Regions from separate parts of the Sus scrofa genome. Here regions 1, 3 and 4 are each linked to region 2. Evidence: chromatin contacts called from public Hi-C data. All regions are on one chromosome and are shown on one strand. Each heading gives the region's core, a stretch centred on a gene start, on an enhancer-like site or on the middle of the called end of the contact. The rest is flanking DNA. Distances are from core to core; before and after follow the strand shown.

Region 1 (3,799 bases), core at 873-3,372, 64 kb before region 2:
TCATGTCCTGGGTCTCCTACTCAAAGGTCACGCTTGCAACATCAGTTTTGCTCAGATGCAGATGGAAGTGTGACCGCAATCATTTCGAATCCTTCTTGCCCACTTTTTTTTTCTAAGGAAATAAACATTGTACTGTTTTTATGCATCCTTGTCTTCTCCCGTTCATCCAGCGCAGTGTTTTACGATGATCCTGGGTGCAGAAGACGAGCCTTCCGTAGCAGTGACACCGGTAACCCACCTAGATGGCTCCCTGCCATCCGTTTACAATCCTGCAAGCGTGCGCAGTGCTGTCAGTGGTCAGAGGAGATGGGGGGGATGTCCCCCGGCTTTGTAGGAGGGCCCGAAGCCACCCCGTCCCCTTTCATTTCGTTAGCAGATGAACCGCCCTGCTTCCTAATTCCGCCCCTTCCCCCTTCACCACGTGACGGGAGCCTTGCCGCCTCTTCTCTCTTGCTTGGGGCACCGGATGGTGCCGCGAAAAGCCTCTTCCGACGGGAGCACGCAGAACGGTGACGCTGGCGGTGACACGCGGAGACGCGAAAGCCAAAGCCCCCGGCAGCCGTGGGGACCGTGAACCACGGGTTCCGTAGAGTTTATTTTTCCATATTCTATGAAGAGGATGACCTCTTCTCAAAGATAGAAGTAATATTTTTAACAAATGCTGTCACGAGTAAATAGCCATCCAAAGGAGAAAATAACTTTTGTATTTTTTTAACACGAGCGATAGCTTTGACGAGGGTTCTCTGGGTTACTTCCACGAGGGCGTCCTGTCCGTGGTCCCGCCAGCCGGCCGGGCACTTTGTGGGTTTATCCCACAAAGATCCAGGAGGAGCGCCACGTCTGTCTCCCCTGGCGGGGTCGTTGAACGCGAAGGGTCTGCCCATCCGCCGCACGCACCCCCCCCCCCGCCCCGCAGTGGGTGGTTCCCCCGCTCTGGACAGTCCGGAGGTCACCTGCCACTAGCCTAAGCCTCACGTGGTCTCACCAAGAGGATGCGCCGCCGCCGCCTAAAAATCCATCCACTAGCTGATGGCACCCGCCGATGTGTTCAGGGTGCGATTCCTTAGCTCCGTTTAGACCCCGTTACACCGAAAGCAGGAGCAAGGAAATCCAGCCCAGCCCTAGAGAAAATGGACTCGATGTCAGCAACAGAAGCCCTTCCCTCTTTCTGCCAGCAGCAGCAGCTATTTTGGGGAGCAGCTGTAGTTGTTACATAAATAGAGATGCAGCCAAAATTTCAGGCTTTTTATCCTGCTTCAAGCAGAAAAATGCTGGGAGAGTCGAGTCGCCTGGGGTTTTCAGTTCCCTCCCTTTGTATGGTTTTTGGCCAAGCGCCTGAAATAGTTCTCCTCGCTGTAAACGACCTGCTAAGCCCCACCTCAGACTCGTCCACCCAGGGACTTGTTCCCTGTTCCAAGGATGACCTTCTCCCGAGATCCCTTGTTCTTATGGAGCAAGAATGAAGCAGACACTAAACGTCTTCCATCTGACTCTCCTACTCGGTGTCCGAGATAATTATGTCTTCCCCGAAAATTACCACCCCCTTCTATGCTGAGATGAAAGCTGCTCATGTCTTTTTCTTAGGGTCACGTGTAACATTGTGACATGGTACACATGTACCCTGAACCATGCATCCCTTGGGAATCTGGCTTTATGAGTGTTTCCTGAAACCCAAGGTATTGTGCCTGGGACCCAGTGGCTTGTCACCAGGAGTTCTGTTCCCCTGGTTTTACACTGGCTACCTCTTTGATATGCAAAAAAAAATTTGATTTCATCTGCAGACACATCTGGTACATCTAGAAATAGATCTGAGAAATAGGGTGGCTGAGCGGGTTGGCATGAAATGCTTAATTATGTTAGCAACACTGAAAACTGTCTGTTTTCCATTTGTTGGTTTTAATCATAAATTTGTCAAGTGATCTGTGTTGGTACTTTATTTTTTTAATGCCTTCTGAAAAGGTCTAATGCAAAAACATTATGCCTTCTCTTCTCTCCCCCCCTCCCATATCTGACCATTAAGCAGATTGTCTCAGATACAATGAAAGAATCATCTAGAGGCGAGTGCTTCTGCTGGCTCTTATCTCAGAGGACTCAGGGAGACAGAAGGAGGGAGGGAGGGGAGTGGCTGGTGCCTGAGCAAGAAAAAGGATGATGCGAAACAGACTGAGAAGCCTTGAGGACAGAGAGGGTCGGCGGGGTGGCTGAGGCCCGGGTGCCGTTCAGAATCCAGCTGCTTAGCGGCCAGTGGGTGGGGCGGACTGTCGACAGGATTTACAGCTGGATTACACGCCTTATGTGCCCTGAGCTGTGGAATTGTCAGAGTTCAGCCGTCTGTGCGTGGCTTTCTTTTGCTTGGCGGAGGTTCAGGATCACAGAGTACTGCTGTCATAATTGAATGTGTGTTTGTTTCTGGCCGAGAACCTCAAAAGAGGCTTTCACCTCAGTGATGCCTTCTAGCCCCGGGCTGGAGCATGGGGTGGTGTTGCGGTCTGTTTAGGGACAAAGAGGGTACAAAGGCTGGAGACACAAAACTAGGTCAGCCCTCAGATACAGGGGCGGACACCCAGCGGCCTGCTAAGAGACAGGTCTCTCCCAGGTCTGCAGCGCCCAGGGTCTGAGTCCGGGCTCTGACGCTCTGAGAAGTAGCCCCGGTTCTTCAGTCCTCTGTGCTGGGGCCAGCCTGCTCCACCTCCATGTTAGGGGTCACCCAGGGTCCGAAGCAGCCGCGCCTGCAACCTGACAGCCCCCAGAAGCAGGCCCAGGGATGATGGCACCTGCCCACCCCACCCACTGGCCTTTTGGTCCCCATTTGATGCCATCCCACCTTGAGGAGTAGCTTTGTCCTCCTCCCAATCTCTTTGAGACTTGTTTGCTCTTAGCCAGACTCGCCCATAAGCCTGCTAAGGGAGAGAGGAATTTTACCCCCGTAGCCTATGAGGCCTCTTGGCATACTGATTACAAGTTCTGCCAAAACATTGGGCAAGAATCGAAAAAGCGCATTTCTGTATCTACTAGTCTAGAAAGGAAACTCAGTTAAATATGTCAGTTTCCTAGGAAGAAAAATTATCAAGTTCTTCATCCAGGAAAATACTGACTCTGAATCTTGGACTCCGAAACGCTGATATATTTTTTATGAAAGGCAAAACAGATCTAAGGCTCTCTCCTTCCTCCTCCCAACTCTCTCATGAAAAAGGCATCGGATTGCGCTCTCTAAATTTACAGCAAATCTGCCTGCCTTGCCTTCCCCCCTGGAAGACATGCTCAGAGCTTTATTTCTTCGTACCTCTCAGAAATGAAACTTCTTGCTAAGTTGCTTAAAACCTAGTAGAAGAATAAGACCTGGTTGGGGAGAGGGATTATGATATATTTAAGGGCATGATGAAGAGGTGACTCGAAGCAGGAACTTGGCTTCTCAGTGTCTTGGGCGGTTCCCAGCCTTCCACCCCCTCCACCCCCGGCGCCTGTGTAGATGCTGTAGATGTTCCTGCTGGAAACCTTTGGGATTTCATGGATGAGGTCTATGTATTGCCTTTTGCCAATGAATGGACGTGTTTTTCCAAGCGGGAAAAATGCCCTTGACTTTAGTCGCCTTCTTGTATGTCTCTGGAAAAGGGCCAAAAGCTGTTAATGAAAATGAGGATTGTGGGTAGATAGATTTACTTTGGTGACAAACCTTAAGACGCATGCATTAGCCATGCCATGCTTTTCAGAAGCATGTGCCCTGTACCCTTGTACCTCATCAGAGATCTAATCTTGGGGAAAGAGGAAAAGGAGCTAATAGTTATTATTTAAACTCACT
Region 2 (4,136 bases), core at 703-3,202:
TTCAAAGGACAATTGCTTTTATTAAATATTAGTAAACTCAAAATGTAAGCGAGGAGTTCCCATTGTGGTGCAGCAGTTATGAACCAGACTAGTATCCATGAGGTCGCAGGTTCAATCCCTGGCCCTGCTCAGTGGGTTAAGGATCTGGCATTGCCATGAGCTGTGGTGTAGGTCGCAGACACAGCTTGGATCCTGTGTTGCTGTGGCTGTGGTGTAGGCCAGCAGCTGGAGCTCCAATTTGATCCCTTGCCTGGGAACTTCCATATGCTCCAGGCGCAGCCCTAGAAAAGCAAAAAAATAAAAAATAAAAACATGTTACCAATATTGACACTTTGAAATGCTAACTCCTCTAACTCTACTCTGAGGGTCCCTGGCACTAGTTCAGGCGTGGAACTGTTCAATGTGTTTCTATACTTGCAGCTGTCCCCAGATTTACTCTCCGGGAGTAAAATGAAAATTAAAGGGAAGACAGAGTGGCAAAAAAATTTTTTAAGATATCAAAGTATAAAGATATGCAGACTGATTTTAAAAATTAAAACTAGACCAGAATATTTACATATTTTATTAAATCTTTACAATCAGTAATTATAATCAAATACACAATTATATACAAGGATTATATACATTTTGCCCAGACTTTTACATCACAGTACATAGTTTCCCTTAGAAATATGGTATACATTTATCACCAAACAATAAAATCCAACAACAGTAGTGTTACAGCACCTGTTAGTACAGACATCTTTTTCATAAATTACATCATAAGAAAATATACGGCTGTAAATTGGGCTTTTAAAAATGTCTTTTATAAAATCTGAACATACAATATTTCATTCACAGAATGTTTTTTTTTTTCTATGTTCTGACTGAAGCCTTGTGCATAAAACGACCGGTTGGAATATTTATTAAATGCCCCCCCCCCAATTATAAGCACTATTTGAATTACTTATGCTGAGCTTTCTTTATGATGAATTTGGCATGGGGTTTGGTGAGGGAACAAATGCTGGTTTTCCTATAAAAAGGGCTGTGGTGGTAATTAGAAAAAAATATCTTGACAGAGTAATTAGAGAAGTCAAATCAGAGAGTGCACAATTTTTCATTTTAATTCCTAATACTGTGGGGGAAAAAGGGAAAGTATAACGTAAAAAAAATTTTTGTTCTGAACAACAATGGTATTCTTGTTGGAAGCCTATTAAAAGTTAAAAAAGAAAAAGAACCTACCCAACAAAAGCTCTCATTCCAAACGTATCTGGTACATTACAGTTCTTTCACACCTAAACTTTATGGAGAAAGCACTGCAAATTAGGGTATGTCATTTCAATGGACTTTCCAAAGCAGAAAAAAACTATTTCTATTAGGTAAACAGGTTACGTTTTAAAACTTGAAAATACCTGAATTAAATACTTTCTCTAATATCTGATTTTAACTTTCAGATAAAATCCTTACTTGATTCCAGGTTTGTAAACATTGCATAAATCCTTCTTAGTCAAACAGTTTTATGGCTGTGGTGATCACTTCAGCTCTCTCTCTGTACAGGCAACACTTAACTGAGGTAGACCAGATGTTTCTAAAATTCAGGGTCACACAGAATCTCCTGAATCTTTAGGAAGTAAAGAAAATGCTATAAAAGGTATTTAAAAAACAAAACATTAAAAAAAAAAAAAAGCCTAATGGTATTGAAAGTTTTTAATGAACTCAAAAACAGCTTTGTGGCAGTATGTCAATTAAGAATGGAGAGAGTCAAGGACAATGTCGGAATCTGAAACTGAACATGTTACCTTCTTTTCTTAGCTAGGGAAAAATCAAGAATAACTCCTTCTGGGTGTTTTTTTTCTTCTTTTCTTTCTTCCTTCTTTTTTTTAAACGATTCATTTTCGAAACGAGTGAACAATTTGCTTCTAGACCTCAATGGCAACAGCTCCCCCTAACGGCCAAAGGAAGGGAGAGTGGCAGTAGTCTGGCTTTTCCTAGGATGCCACAAGACCTCTGCTGGACACAAAACTATGTTGTTTTGTTAACTTAGATAAGTCAGATTTAGACAACAATGGCTCTGTGCTACAAATACAAAATCAATGTACATAAGGCTCTGTAATCCAAGTTTTAAAGGAACATCTGCTCCTTTTCTCCAAGCCCCAGTCCTATGAATCAAGGCAAGTCAAGTAATTAAGCTTCAGCTATTTTGGTGGCTTTGCAATGAAGATGAACAAAGCAGTCTATCCTTCCATAGACTGTATGTATTATAGTTCTATCTTCTTACACCAAATTTCACATGCAGAGAGACTAAAAATAGCCATTTTGGTGTCAGGTTTAATTAAGGGCCAATAAAGGTCTTGTTTACTACTCTTCCCCCGCCACCCCCCCAATGTGAATTCTCTATTAGATTACTCACTGACCCAATTAAGTTTAGATGGAATTTTTGAAAGTAGCTATTTATCCCCTTGTGACAGAATGTGTTTGTTTACCTGGGATCTAAGACTGTACATGAATATACATAACTACAATACAGCACTGCTGTTCTTTTAACAGCTCCATATACAGTTTAAGTTCATCAGTACCTCAAAAACTGTTTTAAGAAAAGGTTATTATATAATGTCATGGTAAAGAAAAGGGGAATTCTCAAATATTCCTTTAGAAATGATACAGGTAACTTTGAAAATAAAATGAGTAAAGCCATGATTTCAATTACAGGGCTATCTACAGATATCAACAACAAACTTTTTAAAACTTATATGTGGCCAGCACCAGACTGCCACACACACACACACACACACACAACACACGTACACACGCTGGAGGGCCGGACTCTCATTAAACTATATGGCTGTATGTTAGTTGCTACTGTGTAAGTTTTTTACACAGATTACCAAAGACTAATTTTCAAGTCCATATCAGATGGAATACTAGTTTTTTTAAAAAAAGCAAACTTAAAAAACCATGATTCAACAGAAAATGTGACAGACTCCTTAGGTGCAACTTTAGAAATCATAGTTTCAAAGGAGGAAAATAGTAGTTACCCCAGAATTTTTAAATCACTACCACAGTTTTATCATGGCTCCCGAAGATAGAAAAATGGAACAAAATGTATTCAGATATTGGCAACACAGGCCTTGTGGCTCAAAATGCGTACTAAACATGGGATGGAGTAAGGCTGATGGCAAGAGGTAATCACCTCCAAAGAAATGAACTGGAAAAGATTTATAATTCACCCTACTAAGATATAACCTTAAGTTCCGTTTCAGAGTAGTCACAGCTTTCCCTTTGGAAGGCCCAATGGCAAGTGCATATTGCAACATTATGTTTCACCCTTGCTCCATTTTTCAAAAATATTAAGTCCTCAAATTCCACAACACAGTATATGACCTTTTTACCTGGTCCCAAGGATTAGTAACTCACTGAGAAAAGTATACTGGCTTCACCTTTGGTTTAAATGAAAAGGACATTGTTAAAAGGGAAAAGAAATCAAGTCATTTTGATCGTGTTACACAATGAAGCAAGTGAAAATGATAAGCAAAGACCGTTTTCACCGTGAATGCAGTTGCTTCATCACCACATAGGTCACTTTGAGTGTTTTTGTGAAGGCAGCATCATCGGAATGCCCGCAATACTCATCTGTGTTTTCCCCAAAGAGCCTCTAACCCCCAAAGCAAGAAAGCCGAGCTTCCTTTCATTAGAAAGAGACTCAAATTCATATTCCCCACCTCACAGTTAACTGAATCCTGTCTCTCCAGAGACTCCAGCAATCTCCTCCTGGCCTGAGGTACAGCAGGGTGGTGCATGCTGTCACCTGAGGGGGGGCTGTGAGTTTCCATTTGTGATGGGACAGTTTAAACAAGGTCAGTTCTAGCCTAACACGCTCCAGATTCCTATGATAACTCCCTCTCCCAGTCAGAACGTGGTTGCTCATCACCATACTTAAAGCCTCCCATGAGAGAGCCTGCTTAGGACCAGGGTGTCTATGAACCACAGTTTACCTTTTCTTTGGAAATACCTACCACCAGGTAGACTTTAGGGAGTCAGAGCTCATCCTTCTCCATCATTTCAAATGCTTCTATATCTTCATTCCAGTCTGCTAATATGGAGTCTATAGGCTGGACCTTCTTGCCCCAGCTGACATTAGGATTGGAATCCTCCTCAGT
Region 3 (3,936 bases), core at 1,100-3,599, 98 kb before region 2:
GAAGTGTCCTCCCCATCTCTTGAGTCTGTTGGTGGGAGAGGGGGTGTCCTTCTTTTTAAGCAACACAGTGTGTTGGGTCTTTATTATAGTTGATTTACAGTGTTGTGCCTATTTTTGTTGTATAGCAATGTGACCCAGTCATACATGTATATATATCAAAATGTAATATATTCTTTTTCTCTCAGTGTCTTCCATCATGTTCTATCCCAAGACACTGGATATAGCTCCTGAGCTGTACAGCAGGATCTCACTGCTTATCCATTCTAAAATGTGGTCATTTGCATCTGCAAACCTTGAACTCCCAGTCCATCCCATTCCCTTCCCCGCCCAGGCAACCACAACTTCTCTAATGTGTTTTTAAGGACTACTTGGGGAGGCAGTGTACTTATGAGGGTACAGTTTAATAAAATGAATAGAAACAGAATACAGTCATATGTCACTTGTATTCTTAGAATTAGAAGCCACTTTCCTGCTTCAGTAGTGTTTAAAATCATGATGGCATTATTTAAGTTCAAAGAGTTTGGGAAATTGTGTGAATAGAGAAAAAAGTGTCAGGTTCTGTCATATCAAATGCATCCATTTTCAGTGCTTAATCCAAGCAGACATAAAGTTTAAGGGAAAAAATGATTCATTTGGAGGGAACTTACATCTTTAGTCAGAGACTACAGTTGACTCATTTTTATCTCTGTTTAAAAAATGTATTTGCTGGCACTGTTCATTTGTTTTACTGATATTTAATGAGTGCCTCTCATAAGTGCCATGCCCCTCACCAGGCACTGTGCCCCCCCGTCAAAAAGAAGGAATGTAGCCCTGCCCTCCTGGAGTTAGTGCATTACAGTTTTCTAACTGTCCCCCTACCTTCTTTGTAAAAAAATCAGGTTGTTCACCTGTTATTCCCTGACTGCGTAGCCAGAAGGAACGGTGTATATTTTATGCTTTTTAAATGTTCCTGAAAACATTCTTGAGTTTACTGTGAGGTAAAGAAGGTAAGCTCGTCTGCAAAATAATTGTAATAATTATTTCTTCTAGAAGATCACAAACAAAAGTGTTCTGTATTTTGGAGGACTAAGGTTAGAGAGATAAGCTCATGTTTGATGGTAAACAGCAGACAACCAAGCATGTAAGTCATGGCAGTTTCACTGACTGACATGGCTTCTGCTGCCCTAGGAAACGTATGAAGGATTTTTTTTTCTTTTGGGGGGGGGTCGTTTTAGGGCTGCACCTACGGCATATGGAAGTTTCCAGGCTAGGGGTTGAATCAGAGCTGCAGTTCCTGGCCTACACCACAGCCACAGCCACACGAGATCTGAGCTGCATCCACGACCTACGCTGCAGCTTACGACAATGCTGGATCCTTAACTGACTAAGCAAGGCCAGGGATCAAACCCGCATCTCATGCATACTAATCGGGTTCTTAACCTGCTGAGTCACCATGGAAACCCCTGAACTCTTGAAAGAGCTCATGTGGGGACCATCTATTTTATGTGCCATATCCCACATCACTCTGCAGGTGGTGAGAGTGGTGGGCCGGCCCACAGGCGTTTCTGTTCCGTACCCTAGCCTAGATCTTTAATTATCAGCACACCTCAGGTTCCAGAAGTACATATAGTCACCTATTAAATAGATTTAGAAGAGTTTTTCCTTTCTTCCTTCTTTTTTTTTTTTAAGTGGGGAGGGTAATGTTTTGAGAGCAAATTAAAAAGCACCTTGACTATGTTTTGAAGATAATATTGTAATAACACAGAGCAATAGCATTATTGAGACGGTGTGTTTACCAATAGACTTGTATTTTAAGATCTGAGAGTATTTCTTTTGCATGTGATGGGTTTCCTGGGAATAAGAAATCAGATCAGGCTAAACACCAAAGAAGTACTTCTGGAATATGGGCTGGTATTGACTTTTATTCATTTAATTGAATTCAATTTTAATATTCATTGTGAATGTGAAATTTTAGTTATTTTTGGTCACATTCTTGTCCCTGTCACTGCTTGGACAGTCTTTATGCTTGTGCAGTTTTATGTCTCAGTAACTGAAATTGTCTTTCGCAAATAAAATACACAAAGTCACTTAACCTGGGCAAGCAAACAATGGCTGCGTTTGTATGGCTGCTGCTCTTTTTAACACGAGACTCGTCTGTTCTTTATCTTACTGTTTTCAGTAACTCCACCTAAAAATCAAATATTACGTGCATATAATTTTCTAAAGGGAACCAGAGCTGTTATAAAAGTTCATTCCTCTTTTCTTGATGATGTTCCCTGATCCAGTATTTGGCAGTTCTACCACTGCTCTGTGGCCTCTTTAAAAGGACTTTGGTCCTTGTGAGGTAACCAACCGTAGAGACTTCCAAACAAATCTGATACTTTGGTGATGAAAAGTCATGCTCTTGTTTAATTGCTGATTCTCATCCTGTCTTTTATATGTGTGTTTATGTGTTTCAGGAAAAAAGTGCCAGTTCAAATGTCAGACTTAAAACCAATAAAGAGATTCCGGGATTAGTTCATCAGCCCAGAGCAAAGTAAGTTCTGGTTCCTATTTTCCTATATTATTTGTAAAGCTAAAAGTGGTCTTAGAGTGAGCTCCATTTTGCCTACCGGATAAAATCAAGACTTGTGATAAAGTCTCAGTCATTGAAACAGTGTGGTTTAGTCTGATGAATCAGAATTGAGAGACCCACCACATACGACAGGGCTGACATTTCACGCCAGTTAGAAGAAATTAAAGAGGAAAATCTTTATGACTGTGGGGTAGGGAAGAACTTTGAATAAGTCACAAAGGATGCGAATCCTAAAAAAAAATGATGAATGTTTATGACTGCATTAAAATTAAGAATGTCTCTTTATCAATATACACTGTAAAGAAGCGTAAAAGGCCACAAAATGATGGAATATATTTACAACACATATAATTAACAATAGTTGGGTTTTCAGCCTATATAAAGTAATTCTCTGAATCAAGTATAAAAAACAGAACTCAGAAAAACAGGCTAAAGACGTGAACAACCACTTGACTGAAGAGGAAACATGAAGAGCTAATGCATAGGGAAAAAAATCCCATTTCACACCACACACACACAAAAGTCTGATGATCCAAAGGTTTACCAGAATATGGAAAACAGGCACACTTAACCCCTGGTGGTAAGGATATAAACTGATACAGTTACTTTGGAAAATAGTTTGCATTATCTAGTAAAATTGTACCTGGGCATACCTGGCCCCCGAGCACCTCCGCTCTCAGGTATATACCCTTGAGAAACTCTTGTGCATGTGTGCCAGCAGATATAATTTGAAGTATGCATAGCAGCACTATTTGCATGAGCTCTTAAAGTGCTTGAAGGTAATACCCAAATGTCCATCAAGTATATAATGAACAGCAAAAATGTGGTATGTTCTTATGATGGGAATACTATATGTCAGTGAAAATGACCTGTAGCTGCACAGATCAAGGTGGAGGAATCTCATGAACATAAGGTCGTGGAAGTAAGTCAGTAAGATAACCTGCCTGTGTACAGTTTCACTATGTAAAGTTTAAAAACAGACAGAACTAAGCAATATAAATATGTATATGATAAAACAATAAAGATAAGTAGAAAGGAGCTCCCATTGTGGCTCAGTGGTTAATGAACCCGACTAGGATCCATGAGGATGTGGGTTTGATCCCTAGCCTTGCTCAGTGGGTTAAGGATCCGGCGTTGCCATGAGCTGTGGTGTAGGTCACAGACGCGGCTCGGATCCCACGTTGCTGTGGCTGTGGTGTAGGCCAGCGGCTGCAGCTCTGATTCAACCCCTAGCCTGGGAACCTCTGTATGCCACGGGTGCAGCCCTAGAAAGGCGGGGGCAGGGGGAACAAGGTAAGCAGGGAAATGAAAAAACATTAAATTTAGAATAGCGGTTCTTTCTAAGTGGACAGAAGTCAATGAAACCAGAGGTTCTGTTTTTT
Region 4 (3,731 bases), core at 254-2,753, 120 kb before region 2:
GGCTGCAGAGGTGGGGGGCGCAGAGTGAGAAGGACCCCTGCTAAACCTTGCCAAACCACCCCGAGGGGCCTTGGACCCTCGGCCCCATAGATTCAGGTGGGTGGTATCAGATGACAGCATACCATTAGTGACCAAATGAAGCCACAGTTTGGCATTTTGGAATCCATAGATGTGTGTTAATTAATAGGTCATAATCAAATCCTTTGCCTTAGCCCTGCGGTCATATCCAGAGTGTTTTCTCTCCTAAATCTTTGAAATTGCTCCCTGAAAAGTACTTTTTGGTTCTTAAACATTACCTATTGATTACACATATTTTTAGGATTTTAAAAATATGATACATTGGGTATTTTCCCACTAGTTTCTTTAAAAAACAAAAGCAAAAAATGAAGAATCAGTTTTCACCCACTTAAAAAAGGCTTTTAGGTTTTCTTTTTTTAGTCTATATCCCAGAATAGTAGTTTCAGAGTTGCCAACTGAGAAGGGACCTATGTGCTGTGTATGCTGCTGAAAGCTATTTCCAAACACAAACTAAATATTTTAGAAAACTAGTACATGGACTCTCTCACGTGGTTTTGTGTCTAGCAGGAAAAACCACTTGGCCTCAGTACTCTAAAAGCTGTCAGCTCTTCTGATTGTAAGCAGTAATTGTCTTGGACCTGAGAATGGAAAGGAAAAAAATTACGTTTGACTTAGTAATTTCCAAGAAGGTAAATAAATGGTTCTTCTAGCAAAATGGTGTTCGTCTGTGAATCTCCACCTTTAAACTACAGTGATCGAATAATAGCTGCCCCTGGACTGAAGCAATGCTCCCATTAACTAGACCACATTTCTGTCTGTGCAGTTTGTCCATCAGTAAGTGTTCATTGAGTTCCTTTAGCCTAGCACGGCTCCAGCAGCTGCATAAGATATCAGAGCAAGTCATTCACTCTATATGGGAGAAGCGGTCTCGGAAGCAGTGAGGGATGGCCATATTTTGGTAAATTGGGCAAATTGTCATTCATCACATCGTCTCTTTCAGCACACACAGACGATTCTTCTTCATTTCCCTTTAAGAAGCAGGTTTTAAAGTGCTGCAGACTTGTAAGTGCTGGAGTGAATATCTTTATTCATTCCAAAAAAATGTATATAGCACGGGGAAGTATATCTAGTTACTTGCAATGGAACATAATGGAGGATAATGTGTGTAAAAGAATATATACAGCTGTATACATGTATGACGGAGTCACTTTGCTCTGTAGTAGGAACTGACTGAACACTGTAAATCAACTATAATGCAAAAAATAAAAATCTTAAAAAAAATTCGAACATCCACTATTAAAATTATTTTGTGTAGAACTAGGCACAGTTCTAGAATAAATCATGTTTTAGACTGCTATTGACCGTTCAGAGAAGGATATCTATTTTTAAGAATGCCTAAAATTCCTAATTGGGTGGCCTGTCGGGGTGGTTCTGCATGTTGTTTGGCCTTTTATGTGTTAACTACATCACACTTTCTATTTTAGACTGAGCTCATGTGGTCAAAATTGTATTCAGTTCTGCATATGCACTGCTGTGCTTTCTGACCTTCCTAATCCTGCGTATTTCCTGCATCATGATTTATTTAACAAGTATTTGGCTAATTTAGCTTAATTGTGGAGCAAGGGGGTTAGAACTAAGATTTCCTGATTGCTCATGTTTTGGTTCCACTAATTTGAAAGCGTGCTTCCTTTAGCTCACAGATTCTATTTACTACCCCAAGACACAAGTCTTTACACCATCAATAATGCTCCAGAGACATGGCTACTTTCTTAGGGCTTAACATCTACATTTCATTATCTTTTAATTGAGTTCTCGGACATGCAAGTGGAAAAGAAAATAATGGGTGATTAATGCTTCTGCTATGAATAAAGAACTAACTGTACATATATAATGAATATAATGTGTTTTAAAATGTCTTCTGCAGTGAAATACTGTGTTGGTTAACAGTGTCCAGACTGAGGTTTAAGCAGACTTTAATTAAAAAATGATTGGCTTACCCTGGTCCATAGCACTACGGCATGCAAATCTAAGAACACCAAATGGACACAAACCCTAAAATTGTTCAATAGCACCCCCTAGCATACATAATTTTAGGCTGGCAGCCCAGGAAGCAAATTCTGGTTCTCATTCATTCTCTAAGAAGTATATGGTTTTTTTCACACGTCCAATTATACTGGCACGTTCTTCGCGTTACCCCTGAATTGACTGGCTGAAGGTAACTACAAAGAGAGGATAGCATAATCTAGTAGAATGATTTCTTGTGCAAATATTTTCAAAATGATTTTACTTTGACCATGGCTATCTTCTATCCATCGTTTCTGCTTTAGTTGGCTGGTTTAAAGAGATTTTTGTTTTCTTTTGGAGTAAGTCATCTAGGAAAGAGGAAAAGCAAAGCTGGGAGAGGTTCCTAAATTAGATCGTGGAAATCCACAAGGTAGACATACATACGTAGCATGTTTAACTGTCTGTGGTAATTGTTCAGAACACCACCTCTGGAGCCAGACTCTGTGTTGTGTGATCTTGGGCAGGCTCTTTAATCACCCTGTGCCTTTGTTTCCTCCTCTATAAAATGGGTTAATAGCAATAGTACCTGGGAGTTCCTGTTGTGGCTCAGTGGTTAAGGAATCGGACTAGGAACCACGAGGTTGCGGGTTCGATCCCTGGCCTTGCTCAGTGGGTTAAGGATCCATTGTTGCCATGAGCTATGGTGTAGGTCGCAGACGCAGCTCAGATCACGAGTTGCTGTGGCTCTGGCATAGGCTGGTGGCTACAGCTCCGATTCAACCCCTAGCCTGGGAACCTCCATATGACCGCGGGAAGACAAAAAGACAAAAAAAAAAAAAAAAGCAATAGTACCCATCTCACGGAGTTGTCACAGTTAGTACAAAAATTTGGAAGCCTCACACATAATGCATGTTCAGTGATGCTCTACGGTCACTGTTATTATTTCATCACGGATGCCTGGGTGTGGTCATGCTCTACAGCTTGGGCTCTGACATTGAAAGGACCTGAGTTCAAACCCTCTGAGGGGCCCTGGGCAACTTGCTGAAACTTGTTTCCTCACCTCTGAATGGAAAAATAGTAACTACTGCAGAGAGCTCTGGAGTTAGAAGATGTATGTGAGATGCCTAGGCCGGGGAGACCACGCAGGACAGGTGGAACATAGCCGATACCCTCTACTTCTTTCTGAGACGCCAATGAAACAACAGTTAAAGGACTCTACAGAATAATAATAGTCCTCTATGGCTAAGAACAGAAAAGAATATCCACATTTCTCTAAGCTGGAAAGCAATGAGAGTGGAAACTGACTGAGCAAACCCCAGAAAGCCAGTTACACTGTAAAATGACCAAAAGGCTGAGGAATTGCCAGCACAGATATCTCTGGAAGTGGAGCTGAAACACAGGCTAAGAACAAAAGGATTCAAGAGTTCCCCTGTGACTTAGCAGGTTAAGGATCAGGCATTGTCACTGCTGTGGTTCAGGTGGCTGCTATGGCATGGGTTTGACCCCTGGCCTGGGAACTTTTGCATGCCAAGGGGTCGGCCAAAAATTTTTTAAAATAAGATTTAAAAATTTTAAAAACAAGAGGATTCATTGAATGTCAGTGGAAAAAGAAGACTCCTCAGTCCCCTTCTTTCTTCCTTCCAGCTGGGCACAGTTGAGGGCTGCAAAGTCAAAATGAAATCAGGGTTTTTAAGTGGAAGTCTGCATTC

The links. A called contact is a pair of places that touch in the nucleus more often than the background predicts.
Region 1: a contact with region 2 is called in a Hi-C map of liver, with 2.3 times the contacts expected there. The contact joins two enhancer-like sites. A contact is called at or near these places in 5 of 47 Hi-C or Micro-C datasets (embryonic fibroblasts, epiblast stem cells, liver and 1 more).
Region 3: a contact with region 2 is called in a Hi-C map of liver, with 5 times the contacts expected there. The contact joins two enhancer-like sites. A contact is called at or near these places in 4 of 47 Hi-C or Micro-C datasets (epiblast stem cells, liver, skeletal muscle and 1 more).
Region 4: a Hi-C map of embryonic fibroblasts shows a contact between it and region 2, with 2.6 times the contacts expected there. The contact joins two enhancer-like sites. A contact is called at or near these places in 6 of 47 Hi-C or Micro-C datasets (embryonic fibroblasts, fetal heart ventricle, heart right ventricle and 2 more) and 1 of 2 datasets of contacts at active chromatin or transcription factors (skeletal muscle).

What each region holds. Positions count from the first base shown.
Region 1 is chr9:125,844,084-125,847,882 of Sscrofa11.1, forward strand. C9H1orf21 reads left to right here. Exons shown (of 6, transcript XM_003482739.3): 6 at 1-1,919. Among named protein-coding and RNA genes, the nearest start is that of EDEM3, 140 kb to the right of the region's middle. Within about 2 kb of position 2,123, at least 40 of the 83 cell types and tissues checked have an H3K27ac peak or open chromatin away from gene starts, as enhancers often do. A contact at or near this core is called in liver and skeletal muscle, where this site is marked.
Region 2 is chr9:125,908,314-125,912,449 of Sscrofa11.1, forward strand. EDEM3 (ER degradation-enhancing alpha-mannosidase-like protein 3) reads right to left here. Exons shown (of 20, transcript XM_021102628.1): 20 at 548-4,136. The coding sequence ends at 4,014. Among named protein-coding and RNA genes, the nearest start is that of EDEM3, 73 kb to the right of the region's middle. Within about 2 kb of position 1,953, at least 12 of the 83 cell types and tissues checked have an H3K27ac peak or open chromatin away from gene starts, as enhancers often do. A contact at or near this core is called in liver and skeletal muscle, where this site is marked.
Region 3 is chr9:125,810,057-125,813,992 of Sscrofa11.1, forward strand. C9H1orf21 reads left to right here. Exons shown (of 6, transcript XM_003482739.3): 4 at 2,439-2,515. Among named protein-coding and RNA genes, the nearest start is that of EDEM3, 170 kb to the right of the region's middle. Within about 2 kb of position 2,350, at least 3 of the 83 cell types and tissues checked have an H3K27ac peak or open chromatin away from gene starts, as enhancers often do. A contact at or near this core is called in liver, where this site is marked.
Region 4 is chr9:125,786,333-125,790,063 of Sscrofa11.1, forward strand. The region is part of intron 3 of C9H1orf21; the gene reads left to right. Among named protein-coding and RNA genes, the nearest start is that of C9H1orf21, 180 kb to the left of the region's middle. Within about 2 kb of position 1,504, at least 6 of the 83 cell types and tissues checked have an H3K27ac peak or open chromatin away from gene starts, as enhancers often do.